Linked DNA regions of Mus musculus: region 1 is linked to region 2. Evidence: chromatin contacts called from public HiChIP or PLAC-seq data. All regions are on one chromosome and are shown on one strand. Each heading gives the region's core, a stretch centred on a gene start, on an enhancer-like site or on the middle of the called end of the contact. The rest is flanking DNA. Distances are from core to core; before and after follow the strand shown. Region 1 overlaps Sdk1 (sidekick cell adhesion molecule 1). Region 2 has its middle 28 kb from the start of Gm38730.

Evidence for each region. HiChIP or PLAC-seq counts read pairs in DNA pulled down with a chosen protein or histone mark.
Region 1: a contact with region 2 is called in an H3K27ac HiChIP or PLAC-seq map of VIP interneurons, with 6 times the contacts expected there. The contact joins two enhancer-like sites. A contact is called at or near these places in 1 of 39 promoter capture datasets (hippocampal neurons), 1 of 484 Hi-C or Micro-C datasets (embryonic stem cells), 2 of 115 datasets of contacts at active chromatin or transcription factors (VIP interneurons and embryonic stem cells) and 1 of 9 other capture datasets (embryonic stem cells).

The regions. Positions count from the first base shown.
Region 1 is chr5:141,615,399-141,621,864 of GRCm38.p6, reverse strand. The region is part of intron 4 of Sdk1 (sidekick cell adhesion molecule 1); the gene reads right to left. Among named protein-coding and RNA genes, the nearest start is that of Gm24131, 52 kb to the right of the region's middle. Within about 2 kb of position 1,789, at least 1 of the 459 cell types and tissues checked has an H3K27ac peak or open chromatin away from gene starts, as enhancers often do. A contact at or near this core is called in VIP interneurons, where this site is marked.
Region 2 is chr5:141,089,725-141,096,164 of GRCm38.p6, reverse strand. No RefSeq gene overlaps it. Among named protein-coding and RNA genes, the nearest start is that of Gm38730, 28 kb to the right of the region's middle. Within about 2 kb of position 4,299, at least 1 of the 459 cell types and tissues checked has an H3K27ac peak or open chromatin away from gene starts, as enhancers often do. A contact at or near this core is called in VIP interneurons, where this site is marked.

The DNA.
Region 1 (6,466 bases), core at 540-3,039, 530 kb before region 2:
TTCCTTCAAGTTCAGTATTCATCCTCACACTTGGTCTTAAGTCTTTGGGCAACGTCATGTCTTTAAGACATCCCCCCTGCCCCTTACCTGTGAAGGCTGCTTGTCACTCCACAGAGCTATCGCATCACAGAGTCAGTTGGCCCCTGGAAGTGTTAGCCCTTGTCTCCTCTGTTACCGTGAGCAGTTTGCTTCTCATAGTGGCTCTATTCCAAATAGGGCTGCTTGTAAGACCTCTGGCTCTGAAGCTCGGCAGCTAACCCAGGCTATGCCCAGGCTGACTCGCATGGCTCCCTCTTGAAGCTTATTTGACATTTTGACTCTGAAGGGCATTCGTTCCGGGAATGATCACTGTGGCGATCTCTCCCAAGGTCACCCTCACTCTCTGTTCCCTCTGGAATTTCCTACACATTGACTGAGCACCCCCACCTTTCTATCTCATACAAGCTCCCTTACACAGTTTCCATAGTTGTATCTCTGCACTTAATCTGAGTGTTTGCCTCAGATTTACCAGAACAATCATCTCTCTCAGCTTAGCTGCATAGAGGCTACTTTTCCACTCCTTCGGTTGACTTTTAAAATAAATGAAAACATTTTGCACTGCAAGGAGTTTGGCTTTTTTTTTTTAATTAGCACATGAAGGGGTGTTCAACATCACTCACCACTGAGGGAGACGAAAATTAAAAGCTCAGTGAGGAGAGAAAAACCACCAATGAGACACCATCAGACATTTCTCAGAATGGACAAAGTAAACCTAAAACGGAAGCAACACTGTACACCAGCAGATTAAGTAAGTCTGCATGTGCTGTGGTGTCAGAGGGGGAGCAGCGAAAGTAACTGTGCACACACCACTGGTGTCAATATGAAATGGAACAGTCAGGCTGCGAGAGAGGCTGCTGTCACCTTAACAACAAAACCAAAAACGGAACACGCAACTAGCTCTGGGGTGTCTGCTCCAGAAAAAGTGAGTCTCCCATTCACAGAAAACCTCATGCAAGAGTGCTCACAGTGGCTGTACTCATAATGGCCCCAATCCGGATACAACCCAGATATCTATCGACAGAGTGTCAATCATACAGAAGCTGGTGTATTCACACAACACTCACACACTACAATAGCAACCCAACCATTCACACCGTGACAATACCATGAAGCAGAAAAATCTCAGCACCTATGGAAAAAAGCTGGGCAAGGCCACAGGAACAACTGTAACCACCTCAGTGCTGGTGGGGGTGGAGGCAGGAAGATTGCTGCAGCTTTGCTAGCTGTCAGCCTAGCTCCATGCTCAGTGCGAGATGCTGGAAATAAGGGAATAAGCAGAGAGTGATAGGATTCACAGCATCCTCCTTGGCTGCTACCCATGTATCCTCACACATGTGCACATACATCAGATACACATATACCATATAAAGGCACATGAACAAAAAGTGGTTAAAATACTAAATTTCATGTTATATAGATTTTGCCACATTCATTTTTTTTCAAAACAAAGGAGTGTTCCTCTTCTAAGGACTTTATATTGGATACATAATGAAATTATTACTTATTTTCAGATTCTGGGGTCTGTAGGATTTCCGTGGGGGTCTCCTCTCTACCTCTGCCTGTTCCTTCCTCATAACTGGCATTTTCGCAAACACATCAAGCTACTCCCTGCATCCGAGCATCCATCCTTTGGGTCTGTGCATGGCTGGTGCTCCTCAGCTGCAGACATCATCCTGAGAGCCAGCACAGCACAGAGTGGGGGACTCTGCGATCCAACAGTGCCAGCGTTGCCTGGCTGTTGGCCTCTGCCCGCCTTCCTTCTCACCAGTAAATTTGGGATAATCGCAGTCCTCACTCACTGGCCGCTGTGAGGATTAAATGACTCATTATAAATAAAACACTTAAAACACTGCCTGGCAACTCCAAAATTGCTAATTATTATTATTATTAAATGTCATATTGAGACTATCATAGAAATTAGGTTGAATGAATGAAGCCAGACACAAAGGATTTCATATTCAATGATTCCATTTATATGAAAGTCTAGAATAAGAAACAATCAGCAGTCTATGGTAATTAGATTAGTTGGGAAGGGGAGCTAGAGGAGAAGGCACGAGGCGCTTGCTCCACTTGAACAGGGGAGAATAAATCGGTGGGCACAGTTGCAAAAATTCACCCACCCATGGGCTGAAAATCTATGTACTTTATATTAGCCAAATTATAACTCAAAAGTGTCTGACATTTATTTGAATAAGTGTGTGTGTGTGTGTGTGTGTGTGTGTGTGTACACAAATGGATGTACATTCATGCATGCATGGTGTGTGTGGACCAACAGACAATTTTTGTTGTGTTTGGTGTAGTTCCTCAAGAGCTGTCTACCTTGCTCTTTGGGTCAGGGTTTCTCACTGGCCTGGAGTTCTCCAAGCAGGCTAGGCTGACCAGTCAGTGACCTCCAGGAGTCTTCCAGTCTCTACCTTCACAGCACAGGGATACAAGCCTTGTTTTTATTTTATGTTTTTAAGGTGCATTCTGGGAATTGAACCCTGGTCCTCATGTTTGCAAAGCAAGCACATAATCAACTGAGGGAATCTCCCCAAATATTAATACTCAATTCCAAGGAGCCCTCTCCCTGGACCAGAGCTCCATTGTCCCTCCTTGGTCAGGGCACCCTTAGCATCCCTTCCTACATGCTGCTCCCACGTGAGAACATTGCCCGCCTTACTAATGGCAGCACGTTTGATGCCTTGCTCTCCTCTTGGCGCTGACCTACCAGACTGGTGCTCAGCATTGGGCAGGTATTCAGTATCTAAGAACTCAGGGAAGGGAAGAGCAGAGCTAAGAGGGAGAGGGGGACAAAGAGAAGGAGAAAGACAGGAGGGAGGTGCAGAGAGAGGCAGTGGGTGTGGCCGTGGGCTCCAGTCTTCCTATCAACACCGCCAAATATAAGCACAGAAAATGGACTTATAAACACTTCCCTTGTACTCTCCTAAGTTTTAAGAACAAGAACCAGTGGGGTAAAGTGGAGAAAAGTAAGTTGCTCAAGACTAGAACCTGGGCTGGCGCCCCCATATTCTAGCCAGCTTGACTCATGCTAAGTAAGGCTCACTTCACAAGTATAGATATGTTCTATAAACAGTCACAAAATGCCCATAAAACATAATATAAAAATTTTTAAAGCACATTATTTTGAAAGCTCGGTTAACTATAAAAATATTATTACAACCAGATCTACTTCATGCGAGCACTGAGTTGTGGCTCCCAACACAAGTGCTAATTTCAACAGATCTTTCTTGGAGCAGCGGAAATGAAATGGTAATAAGTTAATGGATGCCTGAGTATTTAAGCGTGGACAATTATGAGCCCGGCTGTTTGTATGTCACCTGGGATGCTGTTTATTGCCCATACTTCACAGTCCGGATCGTTACTGGCAAGCCGTCTATCGAAAAGCCGGCTGGAGTTTTGAAATATTCAATCTACAAACTTCACATTTCCAGGAGAACATGTGTGGGGATGCCTGTGCTCACACATTCCTGTCAGGTAGACTACAGGATGCAATCTGAGCACAGAAACCCGCAATTAAGCAAAAGAATGGTGCTGTACACACCAAGTTTTTGCATCCTAATCTGATAACTGCCGGCATGAATTACCTCCCGGGGGTAGGAGAAAAGCTGCATGCCGTCCAGATTCACATTTCAAAGCCTGAGAAATAAAAGGAGGGGAAGAAAATAGATCTAAGCCAGGATAACACGGAGGACTTTCTGTTTTCGACTTAGACTACATTAATAAGACAAAGCTGTCTTCAACTCTGACATGAGAAGACAGCAAATTAACTGTTTGGATTCAGTAAATCAAAAGAATAAATTTGCCTGTTTTTTTTTAATATCTTCTCAGATACATAAAACCCATAATCATCTATTCAAATTTCCCAGTGTAGCTTATCCTCCGTGCTTTCAGAACATCATCTGCCTTTCCGAGCTGGTTTTCTATGTCAACAGTCATTGGCTGTGCAGCGTGTTGCTGTTATGCCACTCCCCTCCCTCTGGGGAAGTGGAGATGCCACCTGACATGTCGTGACAACCTCCCATCCATTCAGCCCTCCAGGACTAACGTGCTGCCTTATATATCCGGCTACACAATTATGGAGAGACATGTGCTTTCAGTAGTTATCACCCTGGGGGATGTGGTTACAAAACACCCAAGTAGAAAGGAACTAGAGACTAGAAGGATTAATAGAAGACAGAATTATTGGGGTGCTAATCTTAGTGTCTCCTCTTCTTTTGGGGGTGGTGGTTCAAAACAAGGTTTCTCTCTGTAGCCCTGGCTGCCCTGGAATTTGCTCTGTAGACCAGGCTGGCATTGAACTCACAGAGATCTGTCTGCCTCTGTCTCCTGAGTGCTGGGATGAAAGGCCACCACCACTTGGCGTGTGTCTCCTTTTCTATGAGAGTTCTGACTAAAACCATCAATCTTAAAAGGATGATTTAAGGAGCCTCCCCCCCTGCCCCCCAGCTCTAAACAGGACGACTACAAGATAGTTACAATGAATCCTCTTGGCTATCTTCATTTCCTGTATAACAGGAGAGATGGGTAGCCTCTACTGAAGCTGAGGAAAATGAGATCAAGGTCCCTGGGAAGGCTCAGGTCATGGGTTCTGGAATGGGAGTCTCATGGTTACAGCCTGAGGACAGGTAAAGAAAGGAGCCTCCAGTATTTGGGTGCGAGACAGCACTCAGCTTCAGGTACTAATGGCCATGCTAGTTACAGAGACTCTCTCTGCCCTTCCATCCTTCTTCCTGTCTATATCAATTCTTCATTGTTTTTGCAACATTTCTGTCCATTGCTGTGTGAGCTGTGCATTTATAAGCTCCAGCAATGAAGGCTTTGGTATCCTTGGGCTATCATTAAGCTCTTGGTTTGCCCCATGTTCCCTGGGCCTTGGGCACTTGTTACTTTACAATGCTTTCCTCTGCCATTCTGTGCATACTAAAAGAATATTTTTCTATGCAGAGAGAGAGAGAAAGGAAACCAAAGCTAACCTCTGTGGCCAAGTACCAGCTGATACATTGCAACTCCCAGGCCTTGGCCTACTGCTCCATGTATTTCATAGGTTTGCAAAGAGATTAATAGGCCAAGTTCAACCTAGACCTCCCCACTGACCTTGCATCTAATATATGCAGCTATCTAATCATCGGCTGTGATTGTAACTGTCCAAAAAGAATTGAAGAACCCACTACTCTCAATACACACACATGCACACATATACACAAATATACATACACTTACCCCATCCCCCCCCACTCACACATATAATACTCATATATCCCCACACCTCCCACAAATACTCACTCACACACACACACATACACACACACACACAATCACAAATTCACACACTCTCTCACATACACACAAACTCCCACACATACACATTCAGACACATGCTCACACACACATACACACATATTCATATACCCACAATCACAAATACAACCATGCACAAACTCACATTGCCCCCCTCTTGCACACACACACACACACACACACACACACACACACACACACACTCACAGCCATACAAAGAATACATGCAAACCTGCTTCTCCTAGAAGTAAAATCTTCTGCCTGCTTCTGGAAATAGTAACACCATCCTGCCAGATCTGCCTGGGTTTTTCTCCATCTCTTAAATCCCACATCCAATCCAAAAGAAAATCCTGACTATTCTGTTCTTTCACTATCCTGATATTTGACACTTCTCCCTACCTCTACCCAAACCCACACAAGCCCGTGTTATTTCAAATTGAAAGCTGGGCTTCTAAATAAATGAGCAAAACCACCTGAAGCCATGGGAGCAATGATCAAAAGCAGGAGGCGAGCTCATCAAGTAACTGGAACAGGAGACTCAGCTTGACGAGAGGCGAGCGTGGGCTCTGGAGTCAGAACCAGGCCTCAGTCCTGCTGCGGCGGCCTGTCAGCTGCATGCCCCAGGGTGAGTTAGTATCTCTAAACTTCAGTTCTGATAGCTGTAAGTGGAGCTAATTATAAGTGCCCCAGAAGGCAATTCTGAGGATTACAGAAGATATGTTTCAAGTAGGTCCTCAATAAATAATAGCTGCTAGGATTATTAATAGGCTATTTAACTAATTCTTCAAGTTTGGAAACATTAGGGTTACTGTATCTTTTTAAGAGAAAAAAATCCACTTTGTTAGAAGCCCAAAGGTCAAAATTTAAAGGTCATAAGATAATGTTATAAAGAGAGGGAGGCTTGTAGCTCCCACAGAAAAGGTCTCCAGGAAGGAACCTCATGTGCCAAGGCTGAAAGTCACTGCAAGTTCTTGATCTGTGCTCGGTTTCGTGCTGCACTTTGGGTTGAATTCTCCAGATCTTAGATGCAGCCCTGGAGCAAATTGGATGTCCCCCTAACTCCCTGTGCAGCCACCTGGGTGAGATGTGGAAGTGTCTTAGGAGCAGCGTATCATGGAACGGTGTA
Region 2 (6,440 bases), core at 3,050-5,549:
AAACTCACATGTCTACACACACACACATATATATATATACACAAATCCACACAAATAATAATATATAAATAATTTTTAACGGAAATGGCAACAGTCTTGCAATTTCTTAAAGACAGTTTCAGGGAAAGGTAGATCCACTTCCTGTGCCTAACCTGGAAACTCCACAGCTTCTATATCCAACCCCAGCTGCAGGAGGTCTGTCCTGGTGTGTTTAAGCAAAGCTTCTCTCCTGGCTGAGTTAGCATCATAGCTCACTGGTCGCAGCCTCATTTACTGCTGAACCCAAAGCAACAGGTTCAGATTTGAGCTGGAAAGACAGACAGCTATGATAAAGAACCAAGAATCCATCCTTTCATCTCAGCTCCAAACTTTGTCTCTGTAACTCCTTCCATGGGTGTTTTGTTCCCAATTCTAAGGAGGGGCATAGTGTCCACACTTCAGTCTTCATTCTTCTTCAGTTTCATGTGTTTAGCAAATTGTATCTTATATCTTGGGTATCCTAGGTTTGGGGCTAATATCCACTTATCAGTGAGTACATATTGTGTGAGTTCCTTTGTGATTGGGTTACTTCACTCAGGATGATGCCCTCCAGGTCCATCCATTTGCCTAGGAATTTCATAAATTCATTCTTTTTAATAGCTGAGTAGTACTCCATTGTGTAGATGTACCACATTTTCTGTATCCATTCCTCTGTTGAGGGGCATCTGGGTTCTTTCCAGCTTCTGGCTATTATAAATAAGGCTGCTATGAACATAGTGGAGCATGTGTCCTTCTTACCAGTTGGGGCATCTTCTGGATATATGCCCAGGAGAGGTATTGCTGGATCCTCCGGTAGTACTATGTCCAATTTTCTGAGGAACCTCCAGACTGACTTCCAGAGTGGTTGTACAAGCCTGCAATCCCACCAACAATGGAGGAGTGTTCCTCTTTCTCCACATCCACGCCAGCATCTACTGTCACCTGAATTTTTGATCTTAGCCATTCTGACTGGTGTGAGGTGGAATCTCAGGGTTGTTTTGATTTGCATTTCCCTGATGATTAAGGATGTTGAACATTTTTTCAGGTGCTTCTCTGCCATTCGGTATTCCTCAGGTGAGAATTCTTTGTTCAGTTCTGAGCCCCATTTTTTAATGGGGTTATTTGATTGAGATGAAAGGATGGACCATGTAGAGACTGCCATATCCAGGGATCCACCCCATAATCAGCATCCAAACGCTGACACCATTGCATATACTAGCAAGATTTTATCGAAAGGACCCAGATGTAGCTGTCTCTTGTGAGACTATGCCGGGGCCTAGCAAACACAGAAGTGGATGCTCACAGTCAGCTAATGGATGGATCACAGGGCTCCCAATGGAGGAGCTAGAGAAAGAACCCAAGGAGCTAAAGGGATCTGCAACCCTATAGGTGGAACAACATTATGAACTAACCAGTACCCCGGAGCTCTTGACTCTAGCTGCATATGTATCAAAAGATGGCCTAGTCGGCCATCACTGGAAAGAGAGGCCCATTGGACTTGCAAACTTTATATGCCCCAGTACAGGGGAACGCCAAGGCCAAAAAGGGGGAGTGGGTGGGTATGGGAGTGGGGGTGGGTGGGTATGGGTGACTTTTGGTATAGCATTGGAAATGTAAATGAGCTAAATACCTAATAAAAAATGAAAAAAAAAAAAAACCAAGAATCCAGCACTAGCCCTCCAAAACCAGGAAGTTCGTACTGGGACAAGCAAACTGGACTGTCCCCTCTGAAATGCTCACTTGCATTGCTAAGAGAAGGGAAGTTGTCCCACTCTCAGCCCTCACATAGATGCTCTAAGCCCTTGAGCAGGGCTCCTGTGTCCTGAGTTACTCTCAGTCTTCTCCTGCAGGTAAAGACAAGAGTCCTGTTACCTCAGGGGACCTCAATTGCCTCCCGTTGGAGGCATTAGAAATGAGATACACTAAATGAGCTATGGGGCACGGCTCAGTTAGTGGGGTGCTTGTCTAGCATGGGGAAGCCCTAGGCTCCATCCCCATCAGAGTGTGTAGCACTGCCTGCCTTCTTATGTGTGTACTTGGGATCTGAACTCATGTCCTCAAACTTGCAAGCTGAGCACTTTACCAGCTGAAACATCCCCTCTGCCCTGGTAGCCTTTAATGACTTCTAATAGATCAACTTCCAGGTCACATTGCAAAGAAAGAATCTAGGGATAACAAAGTAAGCTTGGGTGAGACACCAAGTCAATATTACCTCGGAGAATCTTCTTATCAACCCATCCTGGAGAAACGTACACACCCATCCATCTGGCCTAACTCACACACCATCACAATCACTGTGCTATACTGCCCCCTAGGGGAGCCTTGGGTGGCAACGATGACCTTCCAAAGATAGAAGAGTCCTGAGCTCCCACAGAGCTTCAACAATTTCCAAACACAGCCGAATATTCAGATTTATGTTTCCTATACTCATGCCAGGATGTCTCTTGAGCCTTTGAAAGCATACCCTAAGCTTGATCTAAAGCCATCTTTCCAAATAAGCACAATCCACCATTAAAGTTAAAACTAGTCACAGCTCCTGACTAGGTTCCAAGATAGTCCTCCTATGCACCTATGCAGCACTGGGAACAGAATTCAGGGCCTTTATGTGCTGAGTCCTTCACTGGGGGATTCTAGGCAGGGGCTCTACCACTGAGCCACGCCCCAGCCCCTCACTGGGGGATTCTAGGCAGGGGCTCTACCACTGAGCCACGCCCCCAGCCCCTCACTGGGGGATTCTAGGCAGGGGCTCTACCACTGAGCCACGCCCCCAGCCCCTCCCTGGGGGATTCTAGGCAGGGGCCTACCACTGAGCCACGCCCCCTAGCCCCTCACTGGGGGATTCTAGGCAGGGGCTCTACCACTGAGCCACACCCCAGCCCCTCACTGGGGGATTCTAGGCAGGGGTTCTACCACTGAGCCACACCCCAGCCCCTCACTGGGGGACTCTAGACAGGTCTCTAAGCTGAAATACATATCCAACCTTCTCTGTCTTTGAAGATGCTGAATTGTTTTGCATGGGTCAACTCCCCCTACATTAGAATAACCAGTTTGTGTGGGGTCTGTTTATCAAATTGTAGGCTGTGGAACAGACTCCCCTAGTGTCCTGCCTGGTCATTCAAGATATGTTCAGATATTCATGCACGATTCACGGGCAAGGCACAGAAAAGCTCTAGAACCCAGGCAGGTGAGAAAAGACAGGGATCTCTCTAGCTCAAGACTGAGATGTCAGATCCGATTTCCTGTGGTGGAAACATTCCTGACTTGGTGCTGATTGATGCAGATGCTACATCAAAACCTTACAATGCACATGTGTCACACACATGCACACGTTCCTATGTGCATAACCACTGTCCACAAGGAAAAATAACTTCCAGGCACTTGACCCCTCCTGTTCCATTCATAATCAACCAGGTCCTCCAGCCTGACAGACTAGATTCTAGCTTCTTTCTTAAAATTGAAAATTTTTAAATCGTATATACCTCTGTGTGGTGTGTGTTTGTGAACATGTGTGTACATGTGCCTATGTGGATTTGCTTGCCCATGTATACACAAGTAGAGGCCACAGGTTGATGTCTTCTGTCTCTGTCGATTTCCATATTGCTGAAACAGAGTTTCTCACTGACCATGGTACTTCTCTGCCACATCAGCTAAGCTGGCCGGCCAGGGAGTCCCCCTGCCTCCACCTCCTCATGCCTAATTTTGTATTCAGATGCTGGAGATCCAGGTCCTCCTGCTTGCACACCGAATGCTTTCTCACTCAGCCATCTCGTCAGCCCCATGAATGGGGCTTTCTAAGGCAGAGCTACGCAATCCTACCGTATTCTGTTTATTTGTTCAATTCCTGTTCAGGGCTGGATATGAGAGGTGAATTGTTTATACTCAAAAAGAAAGAATGGAAGAAAATGGACAGAAAGAAAGAAGAGAGGCAACCAATCACCTTTTATGGCTGCTTTTCAAGAGTTTTGCCAGTCTCGATAAAAATAATAATAATAAATAAAATTCTTATTTTATTTTCACAGGGAAAAGTTCATTTCTATTCTGCTGCCGAGGGAAGGTGTTACTGATTTATTTAAAATAGTTATACCAGATTACAACATTGAGATAGACACGTACGCATTAGCGTTAGCATGAGTGACAGCAAGAGAGAAGCCCACATTGTTTGTTTCTGAACACAAAGTTAGAACCGGCTGCGCCCACAAACGTCCAGCGTCCCCAGCTCCCCTAATGACAGGCACCTGCAGATGAATGGCTTCCTGCTGAAACTTGGCACTTTGGTTCATTTCTGCCATAATTGGCGTGGTAATGCATGCGACTCCTGCTTCAGAGGGAAACGCAGGACACACAATAGCTTTGGGAAGCTTCCCGCTTTCTTCCTGAAACTCAGCAGAGAAATCGAGAGATGGCGAACGCTGGGTCTCACACCTGACAGAGTGGTGGGTTTCTCATAAGGGCAGAGCCCACCTGGAAAGCAGTTTGGTTCCGTTTCTAACAAAGACTGGGGCATGTAGAATTCCTCCTTATAACCCCTGCATTTGCCATGTGAAGTCAGGTACAGCAGGATCTAGCCTGGGCTACAGAGTAAGTTTCAAGACAGGCTGGGCTCCACAAGACTGGTCTCAAAACTCAGCCAAGCAAACCAAGGGGAGTGGAGGGGCATGGGGCTATGGAGACAGACGGTTCAGTGGGCTACACAAACATGGGGAGCTGAGCTGGGATCCCCAGAACACGTGTCAAAGTGGTGGTATGTACTTAGGGAGTACAGTACTGGCGGCGGGGGGTGGGGGGGTGGTGGTGGGCTCCCTGCCCAGCCACTCCAGTACACTTGGAGAACTGAGCTTCTAAGGCAGTGAGAGCCTCTGTCTCAGAAAACAAGGTGAACACTATCTGAGGAATGATACCTGACATTGATCCCTGGCTTCCATATCTCCACATGTGAGTACATACACACTCATACATACATAAACATGCACACATGGAAACACACATGACAAAAGAGATGGGACAAAGGAGCCTCCAGGGACTAAGGTCATATTTTTTGGGTCGCATTCTACATCTTGCCGCTTTTGTCCTGTGTGACCGTGGGCAGGTTGGTGAGACCCTCTGAATACTGAGGTGCAGGTAAATCATTGCTCCCTCTTTGTAGCTGCTTGTATTACAAATACTAATTATGTTCCCCAAAACTGCTCACACTTAAGACTGCACTTAAGACGCTGAGGGTCCCTGCCCCCCAGTTGGTTCTGATTGGTAAATAAAGATGCCAGCAGCCAATGGCTGGGCAGGGCAGACAAAGGGGGGGGGGGGACTCAAGAAATGTTCTAGATTGGGATGGAGAAAGGGAAGGAAGAAGGAGATTTGCCATGCCTGGAGAGTGAGAAGGAGGAAGAGATCCACCATGCCTGAGGAGGGTACAGGACAGAGAGGCATGGTAACTATGTGAGGAGCTGGGGTAGAGCAGCCCAAGAGGACTGCCTACTGGGTCCAGAGCAGCCAAGATAGAATATAAGATTTAGTAAGTAATAACTCCGGATTATCAGCAGAGGTGGATTAACCACGTGGAGGTTAGGAAGTGGCCCAGCCATTGAGCTGATTAAGGCGTATCAAAATATAGAGGCTGTGTGTGTGTGTGTGTGTGTGTGTGTGTGTGTGTGTGTGTGTGTGTCTTTCATTCAAGAACACTAAACATTAGGGAACTAAACAGGAACCCAGCACTGGAACTTATATATAAAAATATTGCTACACCATTTCACTGAAACACACAAGGTGGCCCATTCCTGTGCACGGTCTGTGCAACTCCAAGTTCCTGGCCCTGACCCTACACCTGCCCCTGCCAATCCCCCAAATTTCAATCCCCAGCCTTAGTTCTTTTGTGTGTGGCTGGAAGGTGACCACATGTGCATGCTGGTGCCTGTCCTTGGTGGCCTAAGGTCAACCTCAGGTGCCATTCCTGCAGACACCATCCACCTGTCTTCTGAAGCAGTCTTCTGCTGGCCAGCCAGCTCCAGACACCCTCCTGTCACTTCCAGCCCGGTGCTGGGTGTTCTAGTGTGCAAACCAGCACGCCTGTCCTTTTAACATGCCTCCTAGGGTTGAACTCTGGCCCTCTGGAAGAGCAGCAAGTGCTCTTGAGTGCTGAGCTAACTCTCCACCCCTGATCTCAGTTCTTGACGACTGTTGTTGCCTATGCTAATTCTCATTGCCACTGGCTCCTGACATCATCCAGCCCATAAGATCTTTCTCTCACCTTAATATGAACCTTTTCTTCCCAAGGCTACTTACTGTATGGAAGACACATTCAAAAAACAAACAAATAAAAAAGTCCTAAGTCAGAGGTTTTCAACCTGTGGGTCATATATGATACCCTGTATGTTAGATGATAACATTATGATTCAAAAAGTAGCAAAATTACAATTATGAAGTAGCAA